Linked DNA regions of Mus musculus: all the other regions are linked to region 2. Evidence: chromatin contacts called from public HiChIP or PLAC-seq and promoter capture Hi-C data. All regions are on one chromosome and are shown on one strand. The core of a region is the stretch at or near the end of the contact, and the rest is flanking DNA. Distances in the headings are between cores, read along the strand shown.

What was found. Promoter capture Hi-C pulls out the DNA fragments that hold promoters and counts their contacts. HiChIP or PLAC-seq counts read pairs in DNA pulled down with a chosen protein or histone mark.
Region 1: an H3K4me3 HiChIP or PLAC-seq map of bone marrow-derived macrophages shows a contact between it and region 2, with 3 times the contacts expected there. The contact joins the enhancer-like site here to the promoter of Washc5 in region 2. A contact is called at or near these places in 7 of 39 promoter capture datasets (the 3T3-L1 cell line, cranial neural crest, embryonic stem cells and 3 more), 3 of 15 datasets of contacts at CTCF or cohesin (CD8 T cells, the NIH/3T3 cell line and large pre-B cells), 2 of 484 Hi-C or Micro-C datasets (bone marrow-derived macrophages and hematopoietic stem and progenitor cells), 5 of 115 datasets of contacts at active chromatin or transcription factors (the SCID.adh cell line, bone marrow-derived macrophages, large pre-B cells and 1 more) and 2 of 9 other capture datasets (adipose tissue and liver).
Region 3: an H3K4me3 HiChIP or PLAC-seq map of bone marrow-derived macrophages shows a contact between it and region 2, with 4 times the contacts expected there. The contact joins the enhancer-like site here to the promoter of Washc5 in region 2. A contact is called at or near these places in 1 of 39 promoter capture datasets (liver), 2 of 15 datasets of contacts at CTCF or cohesin (large pre-B cells and pro-B cells) and 3 of 115 datasets of contacts at active chromatin or transcription factors (bone marrow-derived macrophages, large pre-B cells and memory CD8 T cells).
Region 4: a promoter capture Hi-C map of pre-B cells shows a contact between it and region 2, with 2.9 times the contacts expected there. The contact joins the enhancer-like site here to the promoter of Washc5 in region 2. A contact is called at or near these places in 1 of 39 promoter capture datasets (pre-B cells), 1 of 15 datasets of contacts at CTCF or cohesin (the NIH/3T3 cell line), 1 of 115 datasets of contacts at active chromatin or transcription factors (embryonic basal ganglia) and 2 of 9 other capture datasets (adipose tissue and liver).

Annotation. Positions count from the first base shown.
Region 1 is chr15:59,886,325-59,889,551 of GRCm38.p6, forward strand. No RefSeq gene overlaps it. Among named protein-coding and RNA genes, the nearest start is that of Gm36819, 65 kb to the left of the region's middle. Within about 2 kb of position 1,712, at least 38 of the 459 cell types and tissues checked have an H3K27ac peak or open chromatin away from gene starts, as enhancers often do. A contact at or near this core is called in adipose tissue and bone marrow-derived macrophages, where this site is marked.
Region 2 is chr15:59,372,819-59,375,991 of GRCm38.p6, forward strand. Washc5 (WASH complex subunit 5) reads right to left here and starts at 1,369. Exons shown (of 29, transcript NM_153548.3): 1 at 1,223-1,369. It overlaps Nsmce2 (NSE2/MMS21 homolog, SMC5-SMC6 complex SUMO ligase), which reads left to right and starts at 1,380. Exons shown (of 7, transcript NM_026746.3): 1 at 1,380-1,537.
Region 3 is chr15:59,928,965-59,931,953 of GRCm38.p6, forward strand. It overlaps the pseudogene Gm7708. Among named protein-coding and RNA genes, the nearest start is that of 4933412E24Rik, 86 kb to the right of the region's middle. Within about 2 kb of position 1,642, at least 1 of the 459 cell types and tissues checked has an H3K27ac peak or open chromatin away from gene starts, as enhancers often do. A contact at or near this core is called in bone marrow-derived macrophages, where this site is marked.
Region 4 is chr15:59,949,438-59,952,489 of GRCm38.p6, forward strand. No RefSeq gene overlaps it. Among named protein-coding and RNA genes, the nearest start is that of 4933412E24Rik, 66 kb to the right of the region's middle. Within about 2 kb of position 1,659, at least 68 of the 459 cell types and tissues checked have an H3K27ac peak or open chromatin away from gene starts, as enhancers often do. A contact at or near this core is called in pre-B cells, where this site is marked.

The DNA of each region.
Region 1 (3,227 bases), core at 462-2,961, 510 kb after region 2:
CTATGCTGGGCCTAGCACTTAGTAGGTGTTTCCTGCACTCTCTTTTTTTTTTTCCAGCAAAGTGCATGACCTGTAAGTGTGAACACACTCATGAATATTTCCCAAGGGAATAAGCCTTGCCATCAGGACTAGGAAGTGGAATTATCAGTTTCCCAGATTTGATAATACCTTAGTCAGACCACCAAATTTTCTTCTTGTTTTACTTGTGGAAACTATAGTAATAACCTCCAGACATGAAGGCTAGCTTCTAACTTTGTGTGGATGGAGTCTTTCTGTCTCTCTGTCTCTGTCTGTCTCTATATCTCTGTTCCTGTCTCTGTCTCTCTGTCTCTGTCTCTGTCTCTCTCTCTTACACACACACACACACACACACACACACACACACACACACACACACACACACAGAGTTATGGTAGCTTGCCTAGTCTCACTGTTACAGTGATTTATTCCATAGGCCACAATATATCTGCCTGCTCCATTCATTTGAACTGTTACTGGTTCTTGGTTACTGTATTGGCTGGTTTTGTGTCAACTTGACACAAGTTGGAGTTCTCACAGAGAAAGGAACCTCCCTTGAGAAAATGCCTCCATGAGATCCAGCTGTAAAGCATTTTCTCAATTAGTGATCAAGGTGGAAGGGCCCATTGTGGGTGATGCCATCTCTGGGCTGATAGTCCTGGGTTCTATAAAAGAGCAAGCTGAGCAAGCCAGGGGAAGCAAGTCAGTAAGCAGCACCCCTCCATGACTTCTGCATCCATTCCTGCCTCCAAGTTCCTACCCCGTGTCAGTTCCTGTCCTGACTACCTTTGGTGCTGAACAGCAATGTGGAAGTGTAAGCTGAATAAACCCTTTCCTCCCCAACTTGCTTCTTGGCCATGATGTTTTGTGCAGGAATAGAAACCCTGACCAAGACAGCTACTATCTATATTAATAGCATATATACTTACATATACAGTATATTACAAACCAATTAATTATATTAATACATATGATATATTAATTGTTTATTATATTTTATATCTGTCTAGATCAGCTTGTGACTCTGTTCTAATAAAGGTCTTCAGGTACAAATACCTATCAGTTATTTGATGAAAGAAAGACTTATTACTCGAAGAAGTCACTCATAAAGTGCTCCCAAGAGAAGCCCTGATCCTTTGTGGAACAGGAAGTTCAGGAGCGTCTGAGAGAGGAGTTGAGTGAATAGAAGTCCTTAGTGAGAGAGGAGGAGGAGAGTTGCAGTGAGCATGTCCACATGAAGGCCATGTCCTGGGGAGGAAATAGACAGGAGCAGGGATGGGGTCAGGGGTTAAGTGGGAAGCTAAACTCTGGATGGCATTAGCTTGAGTCTTATGCTGACAGATGGGAGGGAGCTGTAGATGTTTTTGGAATGTAGAATGATTTTTTTTTTTGGTCTCTTTAATTTTTAAAAAGGAAGTTAAATTGTCTGTGGTTGCCTTGGAGATCTGAGGGGAAATGACAGAAGGACTGGGAGCTGGGTTAAAAGGCGGTGGCACAGGTTCCTGTGTATGTTAATGAGGTTGCTGGTGGGACAGAAAAGACCTGCAGGGAGAAGCCTGGGAAAAGAAGAAGCAGAGAAAACAGTTGTTCCAAAAAGCAAGGCCAGGAAGAGGCAGCTAACCATGGCTGTAGGGAGTAGGGTTTGCAACAAAATGGGTGCAAGGCAGATTGGGGAAGTGAATCTGCGGATGTGAGTCACACCAGGGATCGCTCCCTTAAAGGTTTGCTTTCCCCCATGACACTGGGATGAGATGATCTGTCAGTCTGGAGTGTGTGTGAGTTCAGTGGAGGACCCAGAGTCAGGTGTGAAAAGCGTATTCTGAAAATGAAGCACAAAATAGGGCAGAGACCGGCAGAGTAAACCCCCAGCCCTTTGCCATAGTTAACAGAAACTTAGCTTCCTCTCTAATCTCTGCAGTGTCATTCCCAGCATTTGTTATGTGTAAAGTCCTGGTTCCTGCTATCCTGCCTGCTTGCAGTGTGGGTCTCCCTGGGCTCCTGCTGGGTCTGTTTTATTGCTCTTTTCAAATAATCAGCTTTTGGCTTTCCTTTATCCTGTTTTGTGTTTGGCTTCCAATTTAGTAGCATCCTCTCATCTTTATTATATATTTCCCTCTGTGTTCTTTGGATTTATTTTGTCCTTTCCCGAAGTGATTGCAAGTTGAGCTCATTAACTTTCAATCGTTCTTCTTTTTCTAATATAATATTAAAGGCTGTAATTTCTGTCTAAATATCATGTTAGGTGAATTTGTGTCTTTATAATCATTTAGTTCAAAATATTTTCTAATTTCCATTTTGATTTATCCTTTGATCTTTACAAACATGGCAAAGATCACAGAATATGATTTCATTTTCTTTCTTTCTCTCTTTCCTTCTTTCTCTCTCTTTCCTTCCTTCCTTCCTTCTTTCTTTCTTTCTTTCTTTCTTTCTTTCTTTCTTTCTTTCTTTCTTTCTTTCTTCATGAGTTTTATTGTGCTTGAAAGTGCTTGGTCATTCATTCATTATTTGGCTTTCTCTTTAGAAGGAATTTTTCCTTCCCTTCCTTCCTTCCTTCCTTCCTTCCTTCCTTCCTTCCTTCTTTCCTATCTTCTTTCCTTCCTTCCCTCCTTCTTTCCTTCCTTCCTTCTTTCCTTCCTTCTTTCCTTCTTTCCTTCCTTCCTTCCTTCCTTCCTTCCTTCCTTCCTTCCTTCCTTCTTTCCGTCTTACATTTCTTTCTCTTTCTTGTGTGCATTCACAGGCCAATGAATCATCAATGATCATTCACATGATCAGAGGATGTGCCAGAGTCAGTTCTCTTTATCCACTGTGTTGGTCCCAGGAATGTAATTCAGTTTGTCAGGCTTGGCAGCAAGCACTTTCATTCAGCCTTCTTGCTGGCCCCTCTCTTTTTCTGATGTTAGCTCACGCTGATGATCTAGAACAGTTGCCAGTAGACTATGAAAGCCTGTGAGCCCAACCATGGCCCATATTAATTATTCTTATGTTGCTGTCACAAATACTTTATAGAAGCCATTTGAGAGAGGAGAGATGTATTTTGTCTCATGGATCAGGGGATGTCTTCCATTATGGCACAGAAGGGACACAGGTAGGGTCACCTGCAGCCATGGTGATAGGAACTTACCTATTGCTAAAAGGTAAAGACACCTCACATGGCATCAATCAGGAAGCAAAGCGCCAGGACCGAAGTGGAGTGGCCTACAACCCATAAG
Region 2 (3,173 bases), core at 119-2,618:
TTTTTTTTTTAAATAGGAAGAACCCCTTGTCAAAGGAACGTGTTTTCAAGAATGGCATCTGTTACCCAGTAAGTACAGAACAAAATATCTTTAGAAAATTAAAGTGTAGAGGACAAAAGCAGATGGATTTTTTCTTCTTTTCACAAAACCTCAGATCCCTAAAGAAAGCAGTCTCAAATCCATAACAGAGGCTGTCCCAGAAAAGTTCTGGAATAAGCTGGATCACCCCAATGTGACTCATGAATTTTTAAAATTATATTTATTTTGTGTCCATTGGTGTTTTGCCTGCATGGATGTCTGAGGGTGTTGGATCCCCTGGATCTGGAGTTATAGATAGTTGAGAGTCACCACATGGGTACTTAGAATTGAACCCGGGGCCTCAGGAAAAACAAACAGTCTTAGCCACTGGGCCCATCTCTCAAGTCCTGATTCATTAATTCTTAACATCTAAGACAACTTTCCTTCCTGACCTTTTAATACATGTTGTGGTGACCCCAACCATAAAATCATTTTCATTGATACTTAGTAACTATAATTTTGCTACTGTTAAGAATCATAATGTAAACGTTTATGGAAACAGGTTTGCTAAAGGGGTCATGAAACCCACAAGTGAGAACAGCAGACCTAAGGAAAGAGTCCCTGGCTGTGGTTAGAGATAATAAAACTCCTTCACTATCCCTCATCTATATAGAAATCAAGAGTCCAACTTTTCTTTTCTTTTTTTATGAGTCCAACTTTTAAATTTCCTATCATAGAAGAATCAGGACCCAGTAGAACTACCTGCCCCCAATACAAGGACTACAGCACCATGTCTCAGGTGAGGGAGACTAGGGTATAGAGGAACGACTTGCACAAACTCACAGTGAGCGACAGGACTTTTATTCCCCCCCCCACCCCCCCCCCCACCCCCCCGCGCGCTCTCGCCCATCATCACTCCAGTGACTACTTGATTTTCTGGAGAGTAAGTGCAAGATCAGCCACATTAGCAAGGCACCGCTCCGAGAAACTTGCAAGCTCAGCTATGGGCCAAGTAGCTGAGCATCACCCCAAAAGCTTCAAAGAAGCATGCAAGAGCGATTTCCATGAAGGCGTGGGTGAACATCAGGCGTGCAACCCCAACCCTGCAAGCCCTAGGTTTTCCCGTTGGCTCCGGGGACAGTACCGGACGTGGCCCACGGGGGAAGGAATGGACCTCGAACCCGCAGGCCCGCCTCCGACTCACCTGTCAGCCGTCCGACGCTGGCCGCGTGGACTGGGCGCCCCGGTCCCCGTCTCCCACCCCAGGGATCCCCCTAGAGTCCCGGGCCGCAGAGCGTCAGCTGCCGGGACCCGGGTTTCTGTCCTGGAGTCCCTAGCCCGTCACGTGACCAAGGGGCGGCGGCCCGGGCCCGGGCATCATGTGATCGCTCGCGGGCGCCAAGTGATGACGCAGAGCGCGCGCGGGTCGTTTCAGCCACAGAAGTGGGCTGAGGAAAGGAGTCGGGGTCTGGGCGTGCGACGTTCGGCTAGATATCACCGAGCTAGGTGGGACAGCCAGGTAAGATCCAGGAGGAACCGTGATAGGGGTCTAGCCGGCGTTGTCGCCTCCCTCTGTGCTCTGGGGACCTGGGCCTGAGCCTCTTCACCCGCAGCAACTAGACGGAGGCGGGTTATGCTCACATATGATCACAGGTTATGTGATCAAAACAAAACAAACTGTTTAGAACTGACTTTTGAAACTGAGGCATGAACAGGTAGCTCAGATGGACTCAAGGCCACAGGTGCCATTTCACTTCTGCAGGTGAAGGGATGTGGTAGCCTCGGTGTGAAAAAAGAGGGGGGAAGCGGGGCGGGAGGCAACCTTCTTGGGCACGGGCATGTTGGTGGTGACCCGGAAATGGTAGTAGTTTTTATTATTACTTTGGTAACTTAACGGATTTAGTCCTGCTCATTTCATTTTTGTGAGGCGACGTTTTATATCTTCTAATGCATGTTCCAGTTTAAGGAGATCCCAGCATGAAGGAATGGTAGAAGTCGGCAATTAGCCGTATTAAGTTATATAGTAGAGATGTGTGTTAGGAACTGAGAAGGCGTGTGGAAGAGGAGGAGCCGTGGGCGAGGGAAGGTTTCAGAGAGAAGGGTGTATGCATGCTGAAAACGGAGACACTTCAACTCTTGTCGTATGAGATCACCTTGGATTTAAAGGCGGTCGAACTTTTGGTTTGCTCTATGCCTACTGTAATGCTGTGCAGAAACGTGTTTTCCTATTTAAAACTGGCTTAACTTGACAGCAACTCTTTCATGAATATAAGGGAAGCAAAATAGTGTGCTGAGCCCAATAACTTGGTGAGACTTCAGGAAGTGCTTAACTTTGTTGTAGATTGTCTTGGAGGCTATAGGTACTGGTAACAAAAAGATCGGTGTTATTGGAAAGAGGATCCAAGAAGGGGTTGGTGTAAATCAGTGTTTCTTAACTAATGTGATGATTACGCTTTGTCTTCAGATGATTCCTTGTGGTGAGAGACTGTACTGTACTTGCTAGAATTCTATCAATTCCATAGATGCTGGTCTGTGACACCCCCCAACCCCCCTCCAGTGCCACAGTCAAAAATGCCCCCACGTGATGTTAGAAGTTCCCTGGGGGAGGTGTTAAACCTCCAAACCCTAGGTTAAACCAATCCCCAAGGAATAGTGTTAGAATGTTCAGATGTCAATAAATGAAATACTATATCTATGTAGTTTCAAAAGCATCAGAAACTGATGTCGTAGAGGCTGAGAATTCCCGAGGCCAACTTACCATCAGATTCAGTGTCTGGTGAAGGCATGCTTTCTGGCTTGTAAATGGCATGCACTTGCTGTTTTCTTGGGTGGTAGAAAAGCAAGAGAGCCCTTGGAGCACCCGTTATAAGGGACTAATAATGTTCTGGAGGGTGTAGCTAGTCACCTCGCCAAAGGCCTTATCTTCTAAAACCACCAGTTTGGACATTAGGATTTCAGTATGTAAAGTGGGGATGGGGACCCAAACATTTAGACCTTAGCAGACAGATGAGACTGGAGGAGGCGGGGAAGTGAAGAGTATGTGTTGGGGAAGGTATGGGGAGGACTAGCAGTTGTGGATTGGGGCTCTAGACAGCTCTTGGAAGAGATGGAAAGAGCTAAGAGCCCAAAGGAGTGCAAACGGAAATATTGTTCCC
Region 3 (2,989 bases), core at 392-2,891, 560 kb after region 2:
AGCGTTTACCCCATGACTTATGTTCTGGTGACCACATGGGACCAATTTCAACTACCATTTGAAACCACAGAGAGAGTTTTGTGTGCTGATATGTTTTTTTTTCTTCTTCTTCAAATTTTTAGTAAAAGTAAATGTAACACACAGGATTGTCAGGATCGATCCCACCCTTCTGGGGCCAGTAGCTCCTTTAGAGTCAGAGAGGAAGTATCTTTTAAATCACCATGCAAGTTACTTTCGGAAATTACCACAGTCCCCTGTTCTCTAACTGCAGAAGAGTGCGGACAGGTCCAGGGACAACATTGTGTCACAGCTCCTCCCCATTGGTCGTGTCCCTGAGCGCTTCCTAAGCAGACCCTTAACAAACAAAGGGCAAAGGAAGACTATAATTACCACGTCTCAGCTCTACTGGTCCAGGGAGTCACTGCTGAATGTGGACCAAGAACCTGCACCCCCAGAGGTGTTATTCTGACTAGATGCTATGAAGGGAGAGGGTGCAGGGCATAGAATCCCAAAATAAAAACGAGAGGCACAGTGCCCCATCTCCAGATCATAAAGAGGTAGTCAGTGTGGTGGGTGCTGGGGAGGGGTGCAGGAGGCACGAGCAGGCAGGCAGGGTGCTCTTCAGAATGGAGTCTGCCTACTCACCTTCACTTCTTCACCTTTCCTGAGCAGCCATATCTTCCATGGCTTTACGCACAGTCTCTATGTCTCAGGAACTGCATGGGTTTGTTGAGCTTTGACTTTCTGCCCAATTTATAAACAATGGGAAGGCCAGTTGGTAGGTTCAGTTCCATGACGGCCTCTTCAGATGCTTGATGATACTCTGAAGGTGTTGGCATGGACCACATCAGGACCTTTCCCCCTTGATCTGGGGGACAATTTCTTCAGTCCAGAAGGGCAATGCTCTGGCAATAGTGTCCTTCATGCTGTCACAGGAGGGTAGCGGGTCCTCAGTAAGGTCTGTGTTCCTTACTGATGTCTTCATAGAGGGGATGACTGGGATCTATTGGAGGGGTTGGAGGCATTGTGAGATCGTCTCCAGATCTGCACCAGCTCCTCACCATGCTTGGCAGTAGTTCCTGCTCTATTGAGACCAGTCAGACCCCATTGTGTCACTCACTGAGGCATCAGCTCCCTCCTGGACACTGGCAGCCACATCTGGACTATCCAGACTGATCCAGATTACTCTCTTCTGCACGGAGGTGAAGCAAATGTCAAATTCATAGTCAGCATCTCGCAATGTCTGCCTGTTGTACTTCACCTCCAAGCTGTTCTCTGGGTTCCATGTGCTCTGTGCTGGATCAGCGACAGCTTGTAGGTGGTCATGGCCGTGGCAGGGGATGCTGCTGTGATTCTCATCCCTTTTATTGTTATTGTTATTGTTATTATTATTATTATTATTATTATTATTATTATACAGTACTATCCAGGGATGGAACCCAATGCCTCAGCCTTGTTAGGCAACCATTCTATTACTGATCTATATCCCGGACTCATTTATTACACAATAAAATGTTTATAGTCATATTTTGAGCTGGACTTAAAATTCACATCTTGTGAAGGTCAAGATTCCACTAGAACATGATTAAGTGACTAAGTAAGTTAATGGAATGGGCGACTCTGCCCAGATTATTCAGCCTCACTGAAGAAAGCGTGAAGAGGAAATGGCGTGGCTTCCTTCCTCATGCATTTCTGAGACTGTGACTGATGGCCTGCTTTTAGTTTCTTTTTTTTTTCTTCCTGACACGAAGAAAGTTCATACCCAAAAGGACAATATGGGAGAGAAAATGGTTTTTCTGAGAAGCTGTGATGTTTCAATTTATGGGCTAACTTGGCCAGACAACGGGTGCCCAGAAAACTGCTTAAAATTTCTTCTCAATATGTCTGTGATTAGACATTACTGACACTACTGCGCATGACTGAATGTGATTAGAACAGAAGTTAGTAGACAGGGAAAAAACAGATCACTTTCTAACCTAGCACCAATAAGTAGACCTGCTCCATGCCCTTGAAGTTCTAAATAGAATATAAGGCATAGGAAGGAGAGAACCACGCTCTCTGCTTCACTGCTTTTGACACAGTCCTCTGTATAAGAAACAGCACCTAGGCTGTTGGCTTGCTGCTCTCAGACTTCCCGGCTCTAACTGGAATTGTGTCCCCTAGAACCTCTCCATCGTATAGGCAGCAGATCATAAGACTGACCTCTCACAATCTGCATTACAAGATACTGTTCTTCATTAAGGATTTGACTTTCTGGATAATCTTGGTTCATGTAGAACCTTATATATGTAAGTGATGGTTGATACTGATTATCAACTTGACCGGATCTGGAATTACACACAAGACAAGTCTTTGGGTGTGTTTGGGGGAGTTTTCTTGATTGGATTCATTAAGGTAGGAAGAATCACCCCAGTTGTGGGCAGCACCATACCAAATGCTGATGTCCTGGACTGAATGAAAAAAAGGCAACTGTTCTACCAGAATTTCTTGGTCTTTGGTCTTTGCATCTTGACTGCAGAGACAAAGTGACCTCCTATTACAGCAGGCCATGGAGATGAGCTGGCTATTTTTCCATTAACAAACAAACAAACAAACCAACAAACAAACAAACCAACCAACCAACCAACCAACCAACCAACCAACCAACCAACCAACCAACCAACCAACCTTTCTTTCCTTGAGTTGCTTCTTGTCAGGCATCAAGCACCATGGGAATTAACTAAATGCACGAAATGGGGAGAGGCGGTAAACCAGAACTATAGTGAATGGTCTTTTGTTAGTGCCAGAACTGGTTCTAATCCTAACCTTGCTGATGATCAGATGTGTGAGGTTGGGCACTGGACTCTCCTGAGTACCCTAGCTGCTTTTTCTGCTAAACGAGCATCAGCTTCAGAGTAGAGGTTTCTGTTTGCCACCCAATATCCACATGGCCTTTTATGCTTTCTAATCAGTCTCCTGTCCGTACGGAAGCCAATCACGGCAACAGTTT
Region 4 (3,052 bases), core at 409-2,908, 580 kb after region 2:
AACCTGCATCCTATACTTCATCTTCTCTCCCACTCACTATCCTCATCCCTATTTAGACCTTGCCACATTCAGTGTTCTCTCCTATTTTCATATTACCTGTTCTACCACCTCTACTCCCTCTTAAGGCTCTTCCCCTTCACTCTCGGCTGTGTCCTCTTGGTCACTTTCAGGTTTCTACAGATGTTAAATAAATCTAAAAGTTAAATAAATCTAAAAAAAATCAAGGCTCCAGGGGCAGTATCATCAAACCTGGGGAGAAAGAACATAAGGAACAGAGGATGGAGGAGTGAGTGCCATGAACATGATGTGGCCATTACTTACATGAATTCAGAGAAGCCCCACTTCTTGCACAAGATCTCCATAAGAACAAGAGAGTTAAAATTTGAGCATAAAGCAGGAAGGGGCTCCTAAGCTCCCTCCCTAATTGAGGTGTTAGTGGCAGTTGGTGGCTGCTGAAGGAGGGAAAGTCATTTCTCTTCTGGGGTAACAGTTATTGGTAGGTTACCTCTGGCGCAGTACATGAGCCCACACACATACAAATATGGGAAGCATTACTTACACTCTTAGTGGTCTACTAGAACACAAATTAGACAGGAAAACAGGGGGTCGTGGAACTATGTGGCTGGAGTGTGGGAAAAGCTGGAGGGAGGAAGTGGGAAGTGGACACGACCAAGATTACATGGCATACAGGTCTAGAATGAAAATAAAATATAGGAAATAAAAATTCACATATGAAAGAGAGAACATGCAAGGTTTGTCTTGCTCCACCCAGGTTGCCTCTCTCAATATATACTATTTTCTGATTCCATCCATTTCTTTATTACTGAGTATCCATTCATCAGCTCACTTCGTATCACACACTAGGCATATTAGCAGGCCTTTTTCCAGCAGCTCTGAAATTGGGATTTTTTTCCTAAGTCACCTGAATTTAAGCTGAATGTTTAGTTTTCTGTGTGCTACTGTCTCCCTCGTTGATCTATAGTTATTATTTTGATACATACCTGGCCTCCTGAGGCTACTCCTATTTCTGTATTGATTTTGGTAAACAGGAGACTTGGGAAGAGATTTTGCTCAAACAGCTGGAATTCATGAAGCTTCCTGGAATTCATGAAGCTCCCTGTTCCTGCTCATGGGTATCTTTTAGACACTGTGTTCTGTCAATGTGCAGGTCGTCCTTGAGACTGTATTCTGTTCATTGGCTATTCACAGATTTCTCATCAGCCATGGATGTTTTGAGAGTTTCGGCGTTGTTCTATGGCTCGAATCTCTCTCTCCTCCCTGAGCATTCAGGCTGTGGTCAGGTCTCTGACTTCAGGCAGAGCTTCTTCTGCCTGCCTACCTCCTGTTACATACTTTCTGCCTGCAAATCTAATTTTTCCTCTCTGGAGAAATGTCTGATGATTTTTACTTTCACTTTCAAAATAGTAATAAGAATTTAGAGGTTGTTTTTTTGATGAAAGCAATGACTCTTCACTTGAGGCTACAAACAGTTTTCTATGAACAAGGGATAAACTGGGCATTTCTGCCTCCATTGTGTGTGTGTGTGTTTGTGTATTTTGCTCTCTGCCATGCTTTCCTGCAGTCACTTTAGATTTCAGAGACAATCTGGTAGATCAGCAACCTCCTCTTCCTGTTCCCCCCTGCTTCTACCCCTCCCTCCTGCTTCTCTTCCTCTTTTGTAGTATTCAGGGTCTCCTACATACTATGTCAGTGCCCTAATACTGAACTATATCCCTAGGCTTCCTTTTTATTTTTGAGACAGTTACCAGTTTGGCCTTGAACTCACTCTGTGGCCTAAGTTGACCTTAGACTTGTAACGTTCATATCTTAGACTTTCAAGTAACTATGACTATAAGTCTGTGCTATCAGGGCTTGCTTCTGACAAAAGCCAAATCTAACTTCTGTACAGTTATTTTCTTACTGAGTCAAGGCTTAACTGACCAATCCTGAGTGATCAGTAAGATAGCATTCTGAACAAGGCTAATCAAGTATAAATGCTTCTCCACTCTCATTTCTATTCCTTCCCCATATCATCTTGAAAGTCATTGGTCAGTACTTCCCTAACTGGACAAAGGACACTTGTTTCTTTTGTCCTTAGTACAGTCACACTGATTAAAATTTTTACTCCCTTTAAACATTAATTTTTCTTTTGTCTCTTGGCCAAGTGCTTGGATCTGATTTATTGGGTCACCTAACAAATATTAAGCACCTGATCAGGGACTTCTGTACAAAAGCTCTTCTGATCCAACTTTTTAGTACCTGCTGTTCTTAGTAAAAAAAAAAATACCGCATCTCTCATCCATTTCCCTCCCTCCCTCCCTCCCTCCCTCCCTCCCTCCCTCCCTCCCTCCCTCCCTCCTTCCCTCCCTCCCTCCTCCCTCTCTTTCCTTCCTTCCTTCCTTCCTTCCTTCCTTCCTTCCTTCCTTCCTTCCTCCCTCCTTTCCTTTTCTTATTCATTAAAAATTGCAGTCTTTCCAGTTTATTTCTTGCCTTTGTTTGGATTCTAGTAGCTTACAGTGAGGTGCTTGTGATAATTTTGTTGACCTTTTACATGTAAGTGCTCAAAGGTTTTTTTAAAAAAATATATTGTATTTTTAATGACTACAGTAACAGAATTTGATTGCTTTATAAATAATAGTTTGATCATAATGGGTCAGAGAAGAGAAACCAGGACTGGGCATGAAGAGTTCTCTTAGGACAAAGGTTAGAGGCTGGGGCAGAAAAGTCTTAATCTAGTTGAGGGGTGGAATGGACTGAACTCACACTGTACTAGAGTATACACAGGGAAGGGGGTTTAACAGATGTGCAACAGTCACCACCAACAGATGGAAAGAATGCCGGCTTCTTTATAGTAAGGGGTGCTTTGTGTTTGTGAGCCATCTTATCAAGTGTAGTTGTTGGTTTATATTGAAACTTTTTCCCCTCTCCAGATTATAGCATATGCAAAGGAGCATATTTCCCCAATGTCTACCATATTGCTAGCCCTAGAATAGCCAATGTCTGTATGTATGTGTGTATATATATATATATATATATATATATATATATATAT